Regions from separate parts of the Mus musculus genome. Here all the other regions are linked to region 3. A link is a contact called in public promoter capture Hi-C data. All regions are on one chromosome and are shown on one strand. The core of a region is the stretch at or near the end of the contact, and the rest is flanking DNA. Distances in the headings are between cores, read along the strand shown. Region 1 holds the start of 3110040N11Rik (RIKEN cDNA 3110040N11 gene). Region 2 holds the start of 2900076A07Rik (RIKEN cDNA 2900076A07 gene). Region 3 holds the start of Abhd2 (abhydrolase domain containing 2). Region 4 holds the start of Tm6sf1 (transmembrane 6 superfamily member 1). Region 5 holds the start of Whamm (WAS protein homolog associated with actin, golgi membranes and microtubules). Region 6 holds the start of Ramac (RNA guanine-7 methyltransferase activating subunit).

Evidence for each region. Promoter capture Hi-C pulls out the DNA fragments that hold promoters and counts their contacts. Capture Hi-C pulls out chosen DNA fragments and counts their contacts.
Region 1: a promoter capture Hi-C map of adipose tissue shows a contact between it and region 3, with 3 times the contacts expected there. The contact joins the promoter of 3110040N11Rik here to the promoter of Abhd2 in region 3. A contact is called at or near these places in 1 of 39 promoter capture datasets (liver) and 2 of 9 other capture datasets (adipose tissue and liver).
Region 2: a promoter capture Hi-C map of liver shows a contact between it and region 3, with 7 times the contacts expected there. The contact joins the promoter of 2900076A07Rik here to the promoter of Abhd2 in region 3. A contact is called at or near these places in 4 of 39 promoter capture datasets (liver, neutrophils and pre-B cells).
Region 4: a promoter capture Hi-C map of liver shows a contact between it and region 3, with 4 times the contacts expected there. The contact joins the promoter of Tm6sf1 here to the promoter of Abhd2 in region 3. A contact is called at or near these places in 3 of 39 promoter capture datasets (liver, neutrophils and pre-B cells) and 2 of 9 other capture datasets (adipose tissue and liver).
Region 5: a promoter capture Hi-C map of pre-B cells shows a contact between it and region 3, with 6 times the contacts expected there. The contact joins the promoter of Whamm here to the promoter of Abhd2 in region 3. A contact is called at or near these places in 3 of 39 promoter capture datasets (liver, neutrophils and pre-B cells).
Region 6: a contact with region 3 is called in a promoter capture Hi-C map of liver, with 5 times the contacts expected there. The contact joins the promoter of Ramac here to the promoter of Abhd2 in region 3. A contact is called at or near these places in 2 of 39 promoter capture datasets (liver and pre-B cells) and 1 of 9 other capture datasets (liver).

Annotation. Positions count from the first base shown.
Region 1 is chr7:81,788,056-81,790,780 of GRCm38.p6, forward strand. 3110040N11Rik (RIKEN cDNA 3110040N11 gene) reads right to left here and starts at 1,400. Exons shown (of 5, transcript NM_026077.4): 1 at 1,300-1,400; 2 at 395-521. The coding sequence starts at 1,329.
Region 2 is chr7:81,522,153-81,524,852 of GRCm38.p6, forward strand. It overlaps 2900076A07Rik (RIKEN cDNA 2900076A07 gene), which reads left to right and starts at 1,398. Exons shown (of 4, transcript NR_160675.1): 1 at 1,398-1,524.
Region 3 is chr7:79,271,977-79,274,676 of GRCm38.p6, forward strand. Abhd2 (abhydrolase domain containing 2) reads left to right here and starts at 1,290. Exons shown (of 11, transcript NM_018811.6): 1 at 1,290-1,363. It overlaps Gm31510 (predicted gene, 31510), which reads right to left and starts at 1,053. Exons shown (of 2, transcript NR_169073.1): 1 at 991-1,053.
Region 4 is chr7:81,857,640-81,860,339 of GRCm38.p6, forward strand. It overlaps Tm6sf1 (transmembrane 6 superfamily member 1), which reads left to right and starts at 1,362. Exons shown (of 10, transcript NM_145375.4): 1 at 1,362-1,901. The coding sequence starts at 1,810.
Region 5 is chr7:81,569,879-81,572,578 of GRCm38.p6, forward strand. Whamm (WAS protein homolog associated with actin, golgi membranes and microtubules) reads left to right here and starts at 1,414. Exons shown (of 10, transcript NM_001004185.3): 1 at 1,414-2,031. The coding sequence starts at 1,444.
Region 6 is chr7:81,761,626-81,764,325 of GRCm38.p6, forward strand. Ramac (RNA guanine-7 methyltransferase activating subunit) reads left to right here and starts at 1,328. Exons shown (of 3, transcript NM_025997.2): 1 at 1,328-1,431.

The DNA.
Region 1 (2,725 bases), core at 150-2,649, 2.5 Mb after region 3:
AGTCTAAGCTATACATAGATTTCCTAATGTGTCCTTCCTAAACATTTTATTGTTTAGAGACAGGGTCTTGTTGTAGTCTAGCTGACCTCCTGCCTCAGTTCCTAACTAAGTACTTGTGAATTATTGGCATATATGACCAGGCCCATCTACAAAATACCACATTTTTAAAAAGGAAAAGATACACAGATTCCATCTGATTTGGTATTAAATATTGTACATTTTCTTTCAAATACCTCTATATGAGACTATAGAATGTTTAGATGGAGAAGCTTCTAAACGCAGACATAAAAAATACCATTTACAGTTACAGGATAAGCTTTTAGATAACAAGGCAAAAATAAGATGAAAACGCTGCTTTATCCACATCCAAATCCCACCCAGTGCTCAGACGTACCTGTCACAGCGTTCTGTCTGGAGCCAGGTTTGGCATGAATGGCTATGGTGACAAAACCTTTAGGGTCAGTTGCTACAGGCCCTGCAGCAGGAGGTGCTGTCTCTGGTTCTTTGGTTTGGTTTTTACCCTAAAATGACACACAATTTCACAGGTAACAAAATACTTCAGTTATTTTGAGCCATCACTACCCTCACCTTCACTAAACTGGGCCTACATGCAGAAACTAGCCACCACCGTGCTCCTCCCACATCCCTTCATGATCCAACATACAGAGACAGAGAGGGGGGTGGGGTGGGGCTGTCTCTGTGTAGGTATGTGTTCTACTTAAGATCTCTTGGCTAGCTTAGGACTTGTTCCCACAGTCTACTTTATCGTTTCTATTTCTCAAGAGAAGGGGCATTTATTAGTCATCTTTATAGCCAATGCATCCTAACGCTCAAGAGTGGGTGAGGAGTCCATTGCAGAAAGAACGACGACTGGTATTTAAATGCCATCTAACAACTTAACAGAAAACAACTTCCAGGGCAGTATGCGGACAGCGGGTATGAAGAGGAATAAGGATTCAAACTCCCTGACTTCAAGGGGCTGGGATCACAGCGACAGAAAACAAAGGGATATTAGGGGAGGGAGTGCAGTCTCATTGACAGAAGGAAGCGATCAGCCACCATAGGGAGGCAGAACGCACAGCCTGCCGGGAAGTGTAACCCTCAGAGTGAGAGAGCAAAGACGGTGGTCAGCGGGTGCGCAGTGGAGCCTACTCATCCTTAGGGCGAGCTAATGTGCGACCCAGGAAGTCTCAGACCTGGACCCGAAGGGAGGTCTTCCGCCCTCCAGGCGCTGCGTCTGTTCCCCGCCAGTGTAGCCCCGTGGCCCACCCTCTCCACAACACGAGGCTTGCCACTGGCCTTGCTTGTCGCACCGGCTTTCTTAGGCATTGTGGAACCACACAGGAGTCTAACAGAGGCCAAGCACACCGACCTACAGCAAGCAGCAGCATCCCAACCACGCAGGCGCCAGCGTGGCGGAAGAGTTCTGTGCGCCTGCGCAAGTCATGGGCGGAAGCGGCAGGCGCGTCGGCCGGCACCTAAGAGTGCCACCTCGCCCCGAGATGGCACTGTTTTCCTTCCTTTGCAACCTGCCAGCCTCAGGGTGTGATCCATTGGTGAGCCATCTTTGCCAGCAGAGGGAAAATTGTCACCTATCCTTAGGGTTGGCAAGAGCAGCCAGCCTCGGTGCTCGCCTGCCCAACGCGGCACCATGGCAATTCGCACAGGGCAGTGCGCAAGGAGAGGAGATCCACTGTGGAGTTGAATACAACCGTTCGTGAAACTGAAGCAGAGGCAAATCAATGCAAGTGCTAAAGTTAGGGACTGGCCTTGTCCAATAAGGTTAGAATGTATAGATGGTATATGCCCAGAGGTAGGAAGATCTGCTACCTAAATGGGAGATGGCTTGTTACCATTTTGAGGATCTTTGGGACCTGAATAATCTGAGATGGGGAAAAGATTAACTGAAGATGCCCGAGTCTACGGCTAGCAGTTGTGGCAGTCCGAGGGGGAGTTTTCAGGGTACATTAAGTTTGAAATGATTGGAGACATCCAAGTGGAATAGTTAAGGAGCTACCTGAATACATAACCAAATTATCAGTGACCTGTGCCAGTGAGAGGGGAGTTAAGGAGGAGGACAGAGACTGTGACAAATGTCAAAGGGCGACAGCATTCAGATTCACAAACAGGTGAGACTGGAATGTGAGTGCTGAAAACAGCCACTAAAGGTTGGGATCAGAATGGGATGTCTCATTTTACTCTCCCAGAGACACCCTTTCCACATGACACGTTAAGTGGTGTGTTGTGAGAAAGTGGCTAAAGCCTAAGACTCAGGTGATTCAGGTGTTAAACCACACCACACCTTTTTTGAAATACATTACAAATAGAGGCACAAAGTGGAGCCAAAACTATACTGTAGTAATTTGATGAATTTTGAGGTGAAATCATGATGCCCTAAAAATATTTACATTACGATTCATAACAGTAGCCAAATTAGTTAGGAAGTAGCAACAAAAGTAATGTTACCGTTGGGAGTCATCACAGCATGAGGAACTGTATTAAAAGGTTGCAGCATTAGGAAGGTTGAGAACCACTGCTCTAGAGACTTGACAGTTTTTATCAGGGGAGGAACACGGATTGGTGTATTTCTGATGGTGCCTGGATGGGCAAAGGAGGGGGAAGCAATGTCCTCTAAGGAACCGTCAGCCTTCTCCACAGGTACCTCTAGAGTACCTCATCACCAGCTAGAAAGGACAGGACCCCGCCTCAGGTCAATCTGTCACAC
Region 2 (2,700 bases), core at 148-2,647, 2.3 Mb after region 3:
AGTGTGTGCCTATGCCCAGTGTGTGCCTATGCCCGTGTGTACCTATGCCAGGGTGAGAAAAGCACAGGCCAAGCCTAGAAAGTGAGTGTAATGGTCTCACTCTGTAGCCCTGGCTCTCTGTCCGTCCTTCCTTCCTTCCTCCTCCTTCTCCTTTCTGCTTCTCACTGTATAGCTCTGGCTGGCTTGGAACTCTCCACGTAGACCAGTCTGGTGTTGAACCCTGAAGGCTGGTATTAAAGTAGTGTGCTACCATGCCCAGAAAAGTTACATCTTAAATGAGTAAGAGAAATGAAGTAGATTTGGCTCAAGCTGATAAACAAGGTAACATTTTTGCTCCTGATTTTGTATATTAAATCCAAAAGCCTTGTATGTTTGGACTGCATGTAAGGTCCTTTCATTACACCTATGTTTCTTATTTTGTTCTTTTTGCTTCAAATTCTGACCTCAAACTCGCAGCATCCAAATGAACTCTGAACTCATTGTTCTAAACCTGCTTACTTTTAGTTTACTTTAGCATTTGGTTTGCACATTCCTGGAGAACTCTGGCAGCTTACTAGGGTGCTCAGTAATTGCCGCCCCTGAAATCTTAAGTCTTTTCTGCAGCCTCACAATGTGAACTGGAATAAGCTGGGCTTTTTAATCCAACAGGATGGATGTCCTTGTAAAACACAGCAATAAGCAGAAATAAGGAGAACAAAGTTTGACAACAGAGTAGGGCCATGCTGCCTCAAGTCAAAGCACACACAGGATTTTTAGCGATCACCAGAAACTAAGTAAGGCAAAGATATCATATTCAAAATGACAGAGGAAGCCTACCTCTACCAAGGCGCAAATGTCAAATGTCTTTTGTTTTAGTCTCTCAACATTTGAGGTCTATCCTCAGGAAATTTATCCAAAAGTGATTTTACTTATCTTCCTAGACCCATGATCAAGGCTAGGAAGCTCTTGGTCCTTTCCTGGATGAATATGCATGGGCTTGCAACCAGGGGGAGTCAAGAGAGCGACTGAGTAAAGGTTACTGAGGTGCAGTGCACGCTTTGCTCTCTATAAGCAGGGTGGCAAGAATGAAGAACACTGAGAAGCTTAACAGCCAGGGCTGGGTAGCACAAGAACGCAGAGGAGTGTCGCAGGGGCGGGACGGCGTACTTCAGTCCCCAGGATGCCGCCTGCCAGGGGAGCAGAGAATAGCATACTCAAAACAATGCGGCAGCTCTCCACACCCACCCAGGAGCTACAAGCCGGCCCCCGAGTCTCCCACGATCCAGACGCCACGCAGCTAGACGCTAAGCAGCAGAGGACTCGCTCTGAGCATGCGCACTGGGAAGAGCCAAGCCCAGCCGCGCCGCGCGGTGCCTGACGTGGAACTTCCTCCCTACGGCTAAGAAGCCGGAAGTGGACTCATTTTCCACCGGAAGGAGGGAGAAATTATGACCGAGAGCCTGACACCTGATGCTAGCGGCTTTTGTCTCGCCAAGTTGACCCAGTATTTGGCCACCTTGTGCGGCGGGTGACTATGGTGTCCAGGTAAGTGGCTGACGTGGCAGGCGTCCCAGGAATGGGAGAAGAGATGGGTAAGCTGCCCGGCTATCGATCTTCCTTCTCTGTGTTTGTTTTTTCTCCATCTTTTTCAAAGAGGGTTGCTAGCCCACGGAATGGTGGGTAGATATGGAAGGAGAAATACGCGGTCACACAGACTGAAGTTAAATTAAGCACACACACATACGTACGTACATACATGCACACATACAAACACATATTCACATGCACAGAGCTGTTGAATATTGGCTCTGTAAATCCAGGCATTCCGAATCGATGACTCTTGCCTGAGGGAGGAATCACCTGTTGCAGTAATTTTAGCGCCCGTGAGCACATGCACACGCAGTGGGTGATTTTTAAGTTTCTTGAATGTGTCAGCAAAGGCATTTAATGTTAGAAAAGGGCAGCAAGGAGGCGGTGGAAAGTTGCATGGTTTGTTGAGGACAGATTCTAAAATCCCATAGAATTCTTGTACAAAGGAGTTTTTATATTGCTTTCTGATGGTGTGCGTGGATGGGTAGGAGGTTGGAAAATTGAAGGAGTGAAGACAGTAGTGAGGTGCACTTAGATACTAGCCTGATGGCTTAGTAGTTAAGAGCATTTGTGGCACTTCCAGAGGCTCTGAGTTTGGTTCCCAGCACCTATATCAAATCACTTGTACCTCAGGACCCAAGGAGTCCAACACACTATTCTGGCCTCCTTGAGCACCACACACATATGTCATTCACTCACAAAGACACGAACATACATATATATAAAGCTTAGATAAGGTGTGAGTCCACCAAAGGAAAGTCATTCGTCAGCCATCAACATGTTTGACCCTGTAGATCAGTGGGTCACAACCGTGGGTCACAACCCCTTTGGGATCAAATGACCCTTTCACCTAAGGGGTCACCTAAGACCACTGGAAATACAGACATTACATTACAATTCAAAACAGTAGCAAAATTACAGTTATGAAGTAGCAACAAAAATAATTGTATGTTGGGGTCACCACAACATGAGGGTATTAAAGTCACAGCATTGGGAAGGTTGAGAAGTGCTGCTCTCGATGGAGATGAGTTTGCCGTGTCTGCCGTTCCCGGTGTACTGTGTAGCAACAGAAGGCAAACATGGGAATCTTCCTTACCTATTGCCTGTTATTGCATAGAAAACCCTGGGGGT
Region 3 (2,700 bases), core at 40-2,539:
TCATTGTGACAGAGGAGGACTCATTATGTAGCTTCAAAGTAAAGCAATCCTCCTGCCTCAGCTTCCTGCTGGAATAACAAACAGGAGACCGGTGCTGGCTCCTCCTCCTTGAGTTGGCTCATGCTTTCCTTGTCGGGGTCCGGAAATGTATTAAGAGAAAATTTAACATTGCTTCAAATCTAAATTCCTTCCTCTGGCTATGTGTTCCTTCTGTCTCCTGCCTCTTCTCTTGGAGCCACACTGCGTGCCTTGGCAGTGTGTCGGTGGCTGCCTCACTGGAGCTCCCTTTCGGGTTGTCAGTATTCTCTCCATCAGGCACGTGCCGTTGCGAACAGAGCCTCAGGTTCACAGAATGGTAGAACCCAGTCTAGGTGCATGGATGGAGAGGGTGAGTGATGAATAGCTAGTCTTGATAAACGCCCGTGGAACACCACGCACTGTACTGATCTTCTATCAGCAACCAGCACTTACCAAATATAGTCAGTGAGAACTCTAAAAGGCTAAAAGGCACGGCCAAGACTGCAGTCTGACTTCAAAGGTCACTTCTTCCAAGTGGCCTCCAACCACAAGGGCTGGTTAAAAGCTGAAAGATCATAGGGACTGTAACAGGTCCATAAAGTCCTGCATGTTCCCACCCACTTCCCTAGCTGAAAGAGGTCAAAGGCTGCTGCCTCCACCTCTTTGTCGCCTCCACCTCTTGCTTTCTGGTTTAGTGACTCACCACCTCTGCTCTACTAAGTTAGGACTCCACACTTCAAACACCTACGTCCTGAGCTACAGGTTCATCTTCCTGGGCACACCAGTGCTGAGAACCCCACGGCTGGGCTATCTCTTTCCCCAGTTCATCTCTATAAGACTCCGGACCTTTCTGCCCCAGAACTCAGAAAGCCATCACAATAGGCCCTCTCCTCTACTCCGTATCATCAACCATCAAACATAACCCATCCTTTAGCCGGCTCCCCTTATCCCGCCCCTCGGGGAGGACCTTACCCAATAGCATCTAGGCCCACTGGCTAAAGACATCAAAAGTAACCAATTATAGGAGAATTGCCCGCTAAGAATCTCCGCCTCCACCTTGAGGAGCAGTCCTACTGACCAATGGGCCACCATATAGACGCAACAAGCGCGATGAACAAATAGAGTGGCGGCTGGGTGATCCAATGGACACTGGGAGAGCCTTGCTTGGGGGCGTAGCAGAGGCGGTCGTCAGGGGCGTGGCGGCAGTTGCCTGGGCGGGGCCGGTAGCGGCGGGAGCTGCGCTGGCCAGGGGTTCCGGCTGTATTTCTATGAGCGCAGCCGGCAGCTGCGGAGCTGCGGGAACCGGACTCCGGGCGGGTTGGACTGCTGGAGTCAATGAGAGAAGGTAAGACCTCGGCTGGGCGAGTTCCACCAAACAGGGATCGCGCCTTGGATGCGTCGGGCCAGAACCCCGAGTTACCCGGTCCCCAGCGTGGCTCGGCCCATCGCGCCGCAGCTTGAGTGCTCCGGATCCGTGGGGACTGTTTGGGGGACTGTCACCTGGCACTGCGGGGATCTAGAGGGCCAGCTTGTCTGATGACGGGGCAGCCCAACCCATTGGTGGGATACGCCTTCCTAAAGGTCCTTTGTCCTCTCCTGCTCGAGGAACCGAGGTTGGGGACAAGGCCGACGGAGGCCTCCTGGCTGCCATCCCTCGCTCTGATCAATGCTGAAGTCTTGGTCCTGGGGGAGGTATCTGGCCGGCCAGACTCAGGGTAGAGAGTGCAGGATGCTGGAAACCTGAAAGGGCCTGACTACAAGCCCTTTCGATGGGCCGATGCATTTTGGGATCCCGGGGCTCACCTACGACCGATGGGTTCAAGTTGTAGGGAAGCAATTTTTGACCTACTTGGAGGCGCACTTTATTGAGCTTGTGGGGCAACTGTTCTAGGTGCTTCGTGGGCTTTCCCCACAAGATCTGTCCAGCAGCGCCCCGGGCTGCCTGCCAGGCCGAGCAGCCAGAGCATCGACCTTGGAAGTGCCTAGCCAGAGGCCAGATGATAGCCACCTGTCTGGGATGCTTAGGAAGGGGAGAATTGTATGAGCCATCTGTGAGGCCCTTCTCCATCCACCCATGCACTCTGAACAACATTTATTGACTGTATCGAGGATGGGACTTACCGGAGTTGGCTAGATTCCAAGGGGATGTTGAATACACCCATAATGATCTTTTTTGAGGTCTTAGCTCTCAAATGCATGTGTGCATGCCTGCGTACAAATGGAATAGATTATATTGAATGCTGAGTTAATCAAGTGGTTCACCTTAAGTGCGCAGTTGGGGGTTCCACTTTCTGGTTCCTCTTTTGTGGTGCCCTCACCTCCAGCTGGTCAAGTTTTACCTGGCCCAGAGGCAGGTTCCAAGAACAGGCTTGGGAGAGATTGCAGGATTGGCAGAGTCAACATGATCTGTGCCCAGAGCTTTTCAAGGACCATTGGGTTACAGTCACACTAAGCAGAATGCATTTCCCCTCCTCACTGCCTCCCCTCATTTGCTTGACTAGGAAGGACATAATCCTCTGAAGGTCGGGAAGCAGAAGAAATAATTATAACCCGCTTTACCCAGGTGAAGATAAATGAAGCTTTGTCCGGGTAGGCAGCCAAAAGCAGCTCAGTCCACGCTGCTGGCGGTCAGCATGATATTTAGAAGCCAAAAGGCTGATGCTCATCTAACTCTTCCCCCTT
Region 4 (2,700 bases), core at 112-2,611, 2.6 Mb after region 3:
CCGGTACCTTTTTGTTAGTTGAGACAGAATCTCATATATCCCAGGTCGGCCTCAGACTTGCTGGGTAGCTAAGGATGACCTTGAACCAGGGACTCCCTCTGCCTCCATCTCTTAGTGCTGGGATTTCAGATGAGCCCCCATCAAAGTCAGTTCATGAAGTGCACGAGGACAGAGCCTTAAGATTTGTGCACACAAAGCAAGCACGATCAACTACACCCCCAGCCTCTATTAAGTTATTTCCATAAATATGATTCTGAATTTTAAAAAAGCCCAAGCATGGATGAGAAGGAATAGAAATGATATGCAGCAAGTGTCTAGGTAGACAAGAAAGATTCAGAGCAGCCCGAGAGACTCAGGATACACGCAGACGGCTAAAGCAGCTCGGTGTGGGATGTGGAGGAGGTTGGACTGGCTGGGAAACTGGCCTAGGAGATGGCCTGGAGGAGAGAAGGCGCTTTGGGGAATGAAGGAGGTGGTAAAGGCAAGGAGCGATCATGGAAGATCGTGAGCGATGTCCAGGTTCCCACTGAGACTTCTGGGAGAAGCTTTGCGAGATGCTGCCGTTTGGACAGTCTTTACCCTTTTGTGCCCATTGTTGGCTGAGTTTTCAAGAAAAGGGAGGGCAGATAGTAGGAGAGCTGGCTTTGGAACAACCGACTGTCCTGGTGCAGGTTCATTTTCCTCACATTGAAAATGAGCCAAATGACCTGTAAGCCTCTGACCTAAAGACAGGAAGGCGCGCACTCTGCTGCCCCCACTGTTGCTCCGGAGCCCACTTCTTTTCCCTTCCCTGGGGCCATACCAACAGGACTCAGGCCCAGGGGGCTTCCTGAGCACACCCTGCTCAAGCAGCTCTTTGGGCGGCACTCTCATGCTCTACACCCAGACGTCTGGGAATATTCCACGAAGAGCCCTAATCTTCAGGACCTGCCAGGCTAGCCGGTGGTAACCTGGCCTCCAAAAACACTCCAGGCAAGGAATGAACGCTGCCTCAGTGTCTTACATCAGGGCATTCCTCTGAGGGTCAGTTCTGCTACAAAAAAAGAAAGGGAGCAGGAGACAGACCAGTGTGCTGAGCAGTGCAGGGCAAGCACTCCACGCTTGTTAACTCGGTCGATTTCCACAATCATACGAGGGAGCAGGTTATTCCCATTTCACAGAGAAATGATACAGAATGTTTCAGTAACTTGATCAAGGTCAAGGGGCGGTGAGTGAGCAACCAAGGTGGAAAACAAATATTTCCACTTGGCACTGGAACATTGGTTGCGGACGTTGATGGCAGCTGTGTGTAGGGAAGGGGTGCGCGCGGGGGGTGGGGTGGGAGGGCGGCACAGTGTTGTTCCAGGAGCATCTGTCCCCACAGGTCTCTGAGCCGATCTCGCGGGCCTGCGGGCTCTGACACCCTCAGATCTGGCTCCACCCTCTGCTGGCCCTTGGCTCAGCCCAGCTCCGTTCCAGCTCGAGGATGCCCAGCTCCCATCTGTGACCCGCGTCCTTCGCCGGGCCCTTCCTTTTCCCATTAAAGCAAGCGTCCTGGGGCGCTTGTCTCCTCGCGGTGGCTGCTGAGCCCTTGCGTTCGTTAGCAGGAGCCTGGTGGGGACGCCTCTGGGGATCGTACAGCGGCCCTAGAGCACCCGGGTGGTGCCTCTCTCTGTGCGCGCCGGGCAGCTACGGGCGACGGGGACGCGCAGAGGAGACGCGGCCGGGGGCCGCCTGGAAGGGCAGCGGCGAGGGGCGCGGCGCCGCCGGAAGCTGAGCCAGGGGACCCCCGGCGCGATGCGGTGAAAGAAGAGCGACCCGGAGGTGGCAATGAGTGCCTCTGCGGCCACGGGGGTTTTTGTGCTGTCCCTCTCAGCCATCCCGGTCACCTACATCTTCAACCACCTGGCGGCCCAGCACGAGTGAGTGAGCGCGCGCGGGGTAGACAAGAGCCCGCAACTTTTCCGCGGGTTTGGGACCGCGGCTTTGGGACTGGGTAGCTTCCAGAAACGCCACGCCCGCAGCATGAGGGAGGCACCAGGGTCACCCGGCCCTAGGTCCTCAAACTGGGCTAGGGCAGTTCAAGGTCTGAGAGCTGGGCGCCTGCTCTTTGCCAGTACTGGGTGGGTAGCTGATATTACCAAGGTCAATACCGAAATGCCCCTGCCTCCGAGGCTCTCAGACACTAGAGGGGTGCAGAGCAACACGGAAGGCACGAACCGCCTTATTTGAAAGGAACGCTTTCCTTGTATGGACTTTCACATACTTACCATTTTATAATTTTAGAAACTGTTGTGAGCGGCTAACAGAAATAACCATGGTTTTCTGAGCCTTTGCTACTAACAGGGTGACCTGGCTTTAGTGTTCTGGTCTGTCTTTGCACCTCAAGGATCTTGTGGGAACTTTGTGCAAGGGCGCTGTGAAAGGGATAGAGGTTCGATGCTGGCCAGGAGCAAAGGTTCAGTGATCAGTTTAATGCTAAGGAACCGACGAATTCTGTAAGGGCTCTGGGTCCCAGTCTTGGCTTTCACTTCTCTAAAGGGATCACTGACTGACGAGCCCCCATGGGCAGCCGAAGGCCTGGGTGGTCAGTGGAAAGGCGCCAGCGGTGGCCCTGCTGAAGTTGATTGTGGGCTGCTGGAGGAGGAAGTAACTGGCTGTGCTTTTCATAGCAGTTGGTGCTAAGGAAATTGCATCAATCTATACCCTGCAGCCCGTGCC
Region 5 (2,700 bases), core at 164-2,663, 2.3 Mb after region 3:
CAAGGTTCTTTAGATGGAATAAACTAACAGGATGCTTACACAATGGAGAGATTGATTTTGAAGAATTAGCTCATAAGATTATGGAGGCTTCTGTGGTTAGCAAACTGAAGGCCTAGGATGGTGAAGGCCAACAGATCAAATACAAGGAGGACAAAGATTTCAGTTTTAATCTGAAGGAAGGACAAAGCTTGGCATCTGAGCCGAAAGGCTCCAATGGAGCCAGAATGGACAAAGATCCTCTCCTAGGAATAAAGTGCATTTAAAAAGGAGATATGCATATGCAGGCATTCTTTACCAAGGTGTGGTTTAGCTGCCCCTCATCTCAAGGTCCTTCCCAACAGGTCTTGTCATCTCCAGGAATAGTTACTTGCTCTGGAGGGCACAGCTTTTTAGCATAGATAATCACTTCTTCTGAGGACAGGTGTGACCTCTTCTTCAAGGTTCACCTTGCCTTAGATCATAAAGGTTTTTATGGCTGTCTGTTGTTCTCGGAATCTAAGGTGGCTGCAGGTTTAGAACTGGCATCTTTAGGGCTCATGTGAGGAAATGCAGCAGCACTTTCTATTGGCTTGTTATAATACCCCGGCGGCATGCTTTCAGTAGTGAGGCCATCCTGCTTAGCCTTGGTGCACATATATTGTAGACAAATTCCCTCTCTAGGTCTCAAATCCTTGCTGTCAGGATGATGCTTGGCATAGACTGGCTTGGAAAGCAGAAATATTTAGGCACTCCCCCTCTCCCCCATCTCAATATACCAACAACACAGCAGATACTCAGTAAGTTTACTATATTGACAAAAATAAATGTGTCTGCGATCTAGTTTTTGACACCCCAGAGCCCTCAGTAAGTAAATATTGAGTTCAAATAGAAGTTTGATCTTGCCAGTATGTTTGTTTCAGGAGCCACATACTTAATAGGATCCTGTTGAGGGAAATTCTCATTGTAATGTTGAGAACTAAGATAGGGGCTTGAGAGATGGCTCAGCAGCTAAGAATTACTATTTTTAGAGAGTGCATTAAGCTGTTAACAGCCCCATAGAGTATTCAGTTCTAGGGGACATGACGCCCTCTTCTGGCATCTGTACTAAGGTGTGATGTCGTCCTGCCCATGTATACATGGGCTTAAAAATAAAATCTTTGCCGAACATAGCGGCTGTATGCCTTTAATGTCAGCACTCAGGAGACAGAAGCAGGGTGGTCTCTTACGAGTTCAAGGCTAGCCTGGTTCACTTAGAGAGTTCAAGGTTCGCCGGTGTTGTAAAAGGGAGACTTTGTCCCGCCTCCCCGAAAAGACTTTCCATTGGCTTTCACTTAACCAACTCCAGACAGCCTCCCTCACACAGCCTATCAGAATGAGGGGGCGGGAGCTTCTGCGCCTCTGACTGACAGTAGCGGCTCCCGGAAAATGTCGTGGCCTGTCGCAGTCTAAGGGTGTGCGGCTGCCATGGACAGCGAGCAGCCCGACAGCCTGGATGGCTGGGTTCCGCTGCGTGAGGACCTCTTCCCGGAGCCCGAGCGCCATCAGCTGCGTTTCCTGGTGGCCTGGAACGCCGCGAAGGGCCAGTTCGCCGTCACCTGTCACGACCGCACGGCGCAGCGGCGGCGGCGCGAGCGGCGGGAGGCCGGCGACGGGGGATGTAGCTGGGCCGGGGTGCTGTCGCCCGCCGGGTTCCGCGGCGCGCACCGGCAGCTGGCGGCGCTGTGGCCGGCCCTGGAGCCCTGCTTCCCGCCGCTGCCGCCCGAGCTGGACGCGGCGAGCGGCGCGGGCTGGGGCCTGGGACGCGGGCTGTGGGCCCTCCTGTGGCCGCTCCTGTGGCCGGCGCCTGCGGACCCTGGCGACTCGGCGCTGCAGGAGCTGTGCCGGCAGCTGGAGCACTACCTGGGCCTGGCGGCCGAAGGATGCGGCGGCGCCACCGTGCGCGACGTGCTCTTCCCGGCCCCGGGTGACTCGGCAGACTGCGAGGGCCTGAGCGAGTTCCGCGAGAGGACGCTGCGCGCTCGCCTGGGCCAAACGGCCACCCGGCTGCACCAGGTATGAGGCCCCGGGCCGAGGGCGGGTCCGCGGGACACTCGTGATGCGCACCGGGCGTCGCTGGTGCACCTGCGCCTCTGTTGAGAGAGAGTGGGGACCTTGAAGTTGAAACACGGTGGTGGTGGTGTTTTGTGTTTTTTTGTTTTTGTTTTCTGCTAGGATTATCAGAGTTCGGCTCCGCGCCGCCTGGCTCTCTTGGTTTGTTGTTGTTGTTGTTGTTTTGGTTGTTTGTTTTTGTTTTTGAAACAGGGTCTCAATCTGTGGTCCAGGCTGGCTTTGAACTCAGGACATTCCTCTGCCTCAGCCTCTCCAGTCCTGGGGTTAGGTAAAAGTTTACTTGCAGTTCTGAGCCAGGCTCTGCGCTTCACCTTTTCCCTGTTCTGGGCAGAGCAGGATGTTGTAATGGGAAAGGCCAGAAATATGAAAGTAAAACTGAAAACAAGGCATGTCCGTCGGAATAAAAACATAAGCTAAGTGGAAGCAATTTGGGGTTCTCCGGAGAAGATGAGGGATGGCTAAAACTGTCTGAGGATGAATGACATTTAAAAGATAGTTTTATTATTTTTTCTTCAAGCAATAAGGATTTTTATTATTATCTTCAAGCAGATGGAAAGCCCTCGGGGAGTGAGGCTTTACTCATCTGCCTTTAATGGCAACAACAAGAAGGCT
Region 6 (2,700 bases), core at 78-2,577, 2.5 Mb after region 3:
CATAAAGTTCTGAAGGTACTGTGGAACCCAGCAGAAGTAAAACTCATTCCCTGTAAAGTCTTAGAGAATGGATGTAATATCAATGTCAACATCTGGAGGTCGTGGTGGTGGTGAGGTGGTGGGGTGTGTGTGTGTAGGGGAGTGGCAATATTCTAAGCATAAGGGAACACTGGCAAGCTATAAAAACATAATGAGTATTCGTGAACTACTGCATTTGGTCTGCTTTACTGTGAGGGAATGAAAGAGAAATATCAGAAAATAGAATTTTGAATCCAAATTAAGATTGTTGGCCTTGGCAGCAAGGAGTTATTGAATATCTTGCATCCCAGTTGTGCTTGAATATGACTATAACTACGGCAGTTGTCTGGTGATATGCTGGTGAGGGGCAGTGACTTAGGAAGAAGGGCATCGGTGCTCTGTTCAGGGAGTGTAGAGAGAACTTGGATGAGGAGTCAGTGGGGATGGGAATGGATGAAAACCAGAGTCACAAGGACCAAATAACAGAACGAGACATCTGACCAGGGCGTGGAAAGAAAAGGTATTCTTTTTTTAGCTTTATTTTATTTATGAGTACACTATAGTTGTTTCCAGACACACCAGAAGAGGGCATCAGATCCCATTACAGATGGCTGTGAGCCACCATGTGGTTGCTGGGGATTGAACTCAGGGCTCCAAGAAGAGCAGTAAGTGTTCTTATCCTCTCCAGCCCTAAGGTATCCCATTTTGACACTAAACTTTCCAGGCTGATCGTATTCCCAAGAGGAGGGCAAGGTCCGGGGAGCAATCTGAGAAAAGTGGCTAGTCAACAGCTGGCATTGCCACACTTGCAAACAACCGAGAAGAGCGGAGACTTCGGGAGCGAGCGGAATACGGGCAGTGGAGGCGTGGGTTCGTCTCTGCAAACACACATAGACAACGGTGCGCAGGAGCCTTACTGCCCAGGCCGGCTAAGAACCGGGTGGGCATCGCCCAAGCAGAGCAGTCTCGTCTGCTCCTCCGCCCCGCCGCCCGGGCTCCGGCTTTGGGGTCTCCATTGACAAGCAGCCTTCCCTCCTAGTCCTACTCTCAGACTTCCCGTACCAGTGCACCAGGCACTGCCAGTTCGAGGGATTTTATACATGACGATATCCTCTCCCCGACGGTCACCAGGCACTGGCTGCGAATGACCGCACTGCCCACCATCGCCACTTTGCTCGACCCTGCGGAGCTTCCCTAGGGCCGCGCCAAGGTTCGAATGTGAGGGGCGTGGCGGGGGGGGAGGGGGAAGCGAGGATTTCTAGATCTCGAGAGACTTGGCACGAGACTCCGCCTTACACGCTCCGGAAGCGGAAGTCGGGTGGTTGAGGGATTCCTGAGCGTTTGTTTACCTTGGAGAGCCGGGTGGGGTGCGGCGGTGTGGACGCCCGAGGTCTCCAGTGCGTCCCATGAAGGGTGAGTACCGCACATGGCGGATGAATCTCCCACCCGGGGCGGCGGAGGTGATGGGGGCCTGGGGCCGGAAAGTGCGAGAGGCCGGAGGTCGCTGCCCCTCGGAGCCTCTTTCTCCGCAGCTCGGCTCCTGACGGCAGTTCTGGAAGGAGCCGCTTTGTCCCGGCCGTCGTCAGCCGCGCGTCGGCTGGCGGGCTGGGATGCGCAGTGGTTAGTCAGTCATCCTGCTCCGTGCTCGGGGCTCCGCTCTGGAGAGCAGCCGAGCCAGGGTCGGCCGACCGCAGGCAAAGCTCTGTGCGGTTCTCTATGTGGTGAGGAGGTTGGTGGGATCCAAGTGCCAGGAAGGCTGTCGGCCGCAGCGACAGAGAGCGCGCGGCCCCTGGTTGCCCGTGCCTGACCTAGCTTGTAGCTGGTGACGACCGAGGCGACGAGGGTCGTCGCCTCTCCGAGTTCCTCCGTGGAAGCTCGAGTTTCCTCGTAGGCTGCTAGGACTGAGATCCTTGGGTCTCTAATCCTGCCCACTCAGATCGAGACGTGTGTGTGCACAGCTCCTCTGCCCACGCACGCCTTTGCGGGGTGGGGAAGAATTGTCTGTCTGCGGGTTGTGTGTCTGTCTGTCTGCGGGTTGCGTGTGCTGGCGCCCGCAGAGGCCGGAAGAGGGCGTCTGTTCCCCTGGAGCTATATTACAGGCAGCTGAGAGCAGCGTGGGTGCTGCGATCTGATCTGTGGTCCATCGGAAGGGTAGTGAGCGCTCTCGACCACTGAGCTATCTCTCTGACACTTCCCTCATCTTTTGAGGTTTCTTCCAAGACCCCCTTCCCCCCAGCCGTATTTTCTTAATATTATTTATTCTATTATTTCTTTTATATGTTTATTATATAATTATATTTTATATATTATGTAATTGTGCTTTATGTGATTATTATACATATGTATTGTATATTTTTACATCATAATAACATTTTTCCCTTTCCTCCCTTTAGACCCTCCCTTTATCCCCTCAGCTCTTTCAAATTCATAGTCTCTTTAGTAATATGTAGATATATACAACCTGCTCAGTTCATATATTGTTACTTATGCGTGTGTTTTCGGGGCTAATCAAATATGGCATTAGAGAACCAGTTGGTGTGCTCTTCCCTTGAGAAGACTATTTCTCTTGCTCTCCGCATTCCTTGGTTGCCTGTAGTTCTTTGTTAAGGCCTCTTGACTTTTCCCTCTTCCACATTCTCTTGTCTTTTGGTAGTGTTGGCCTCAGCCCATATTTAATCAACC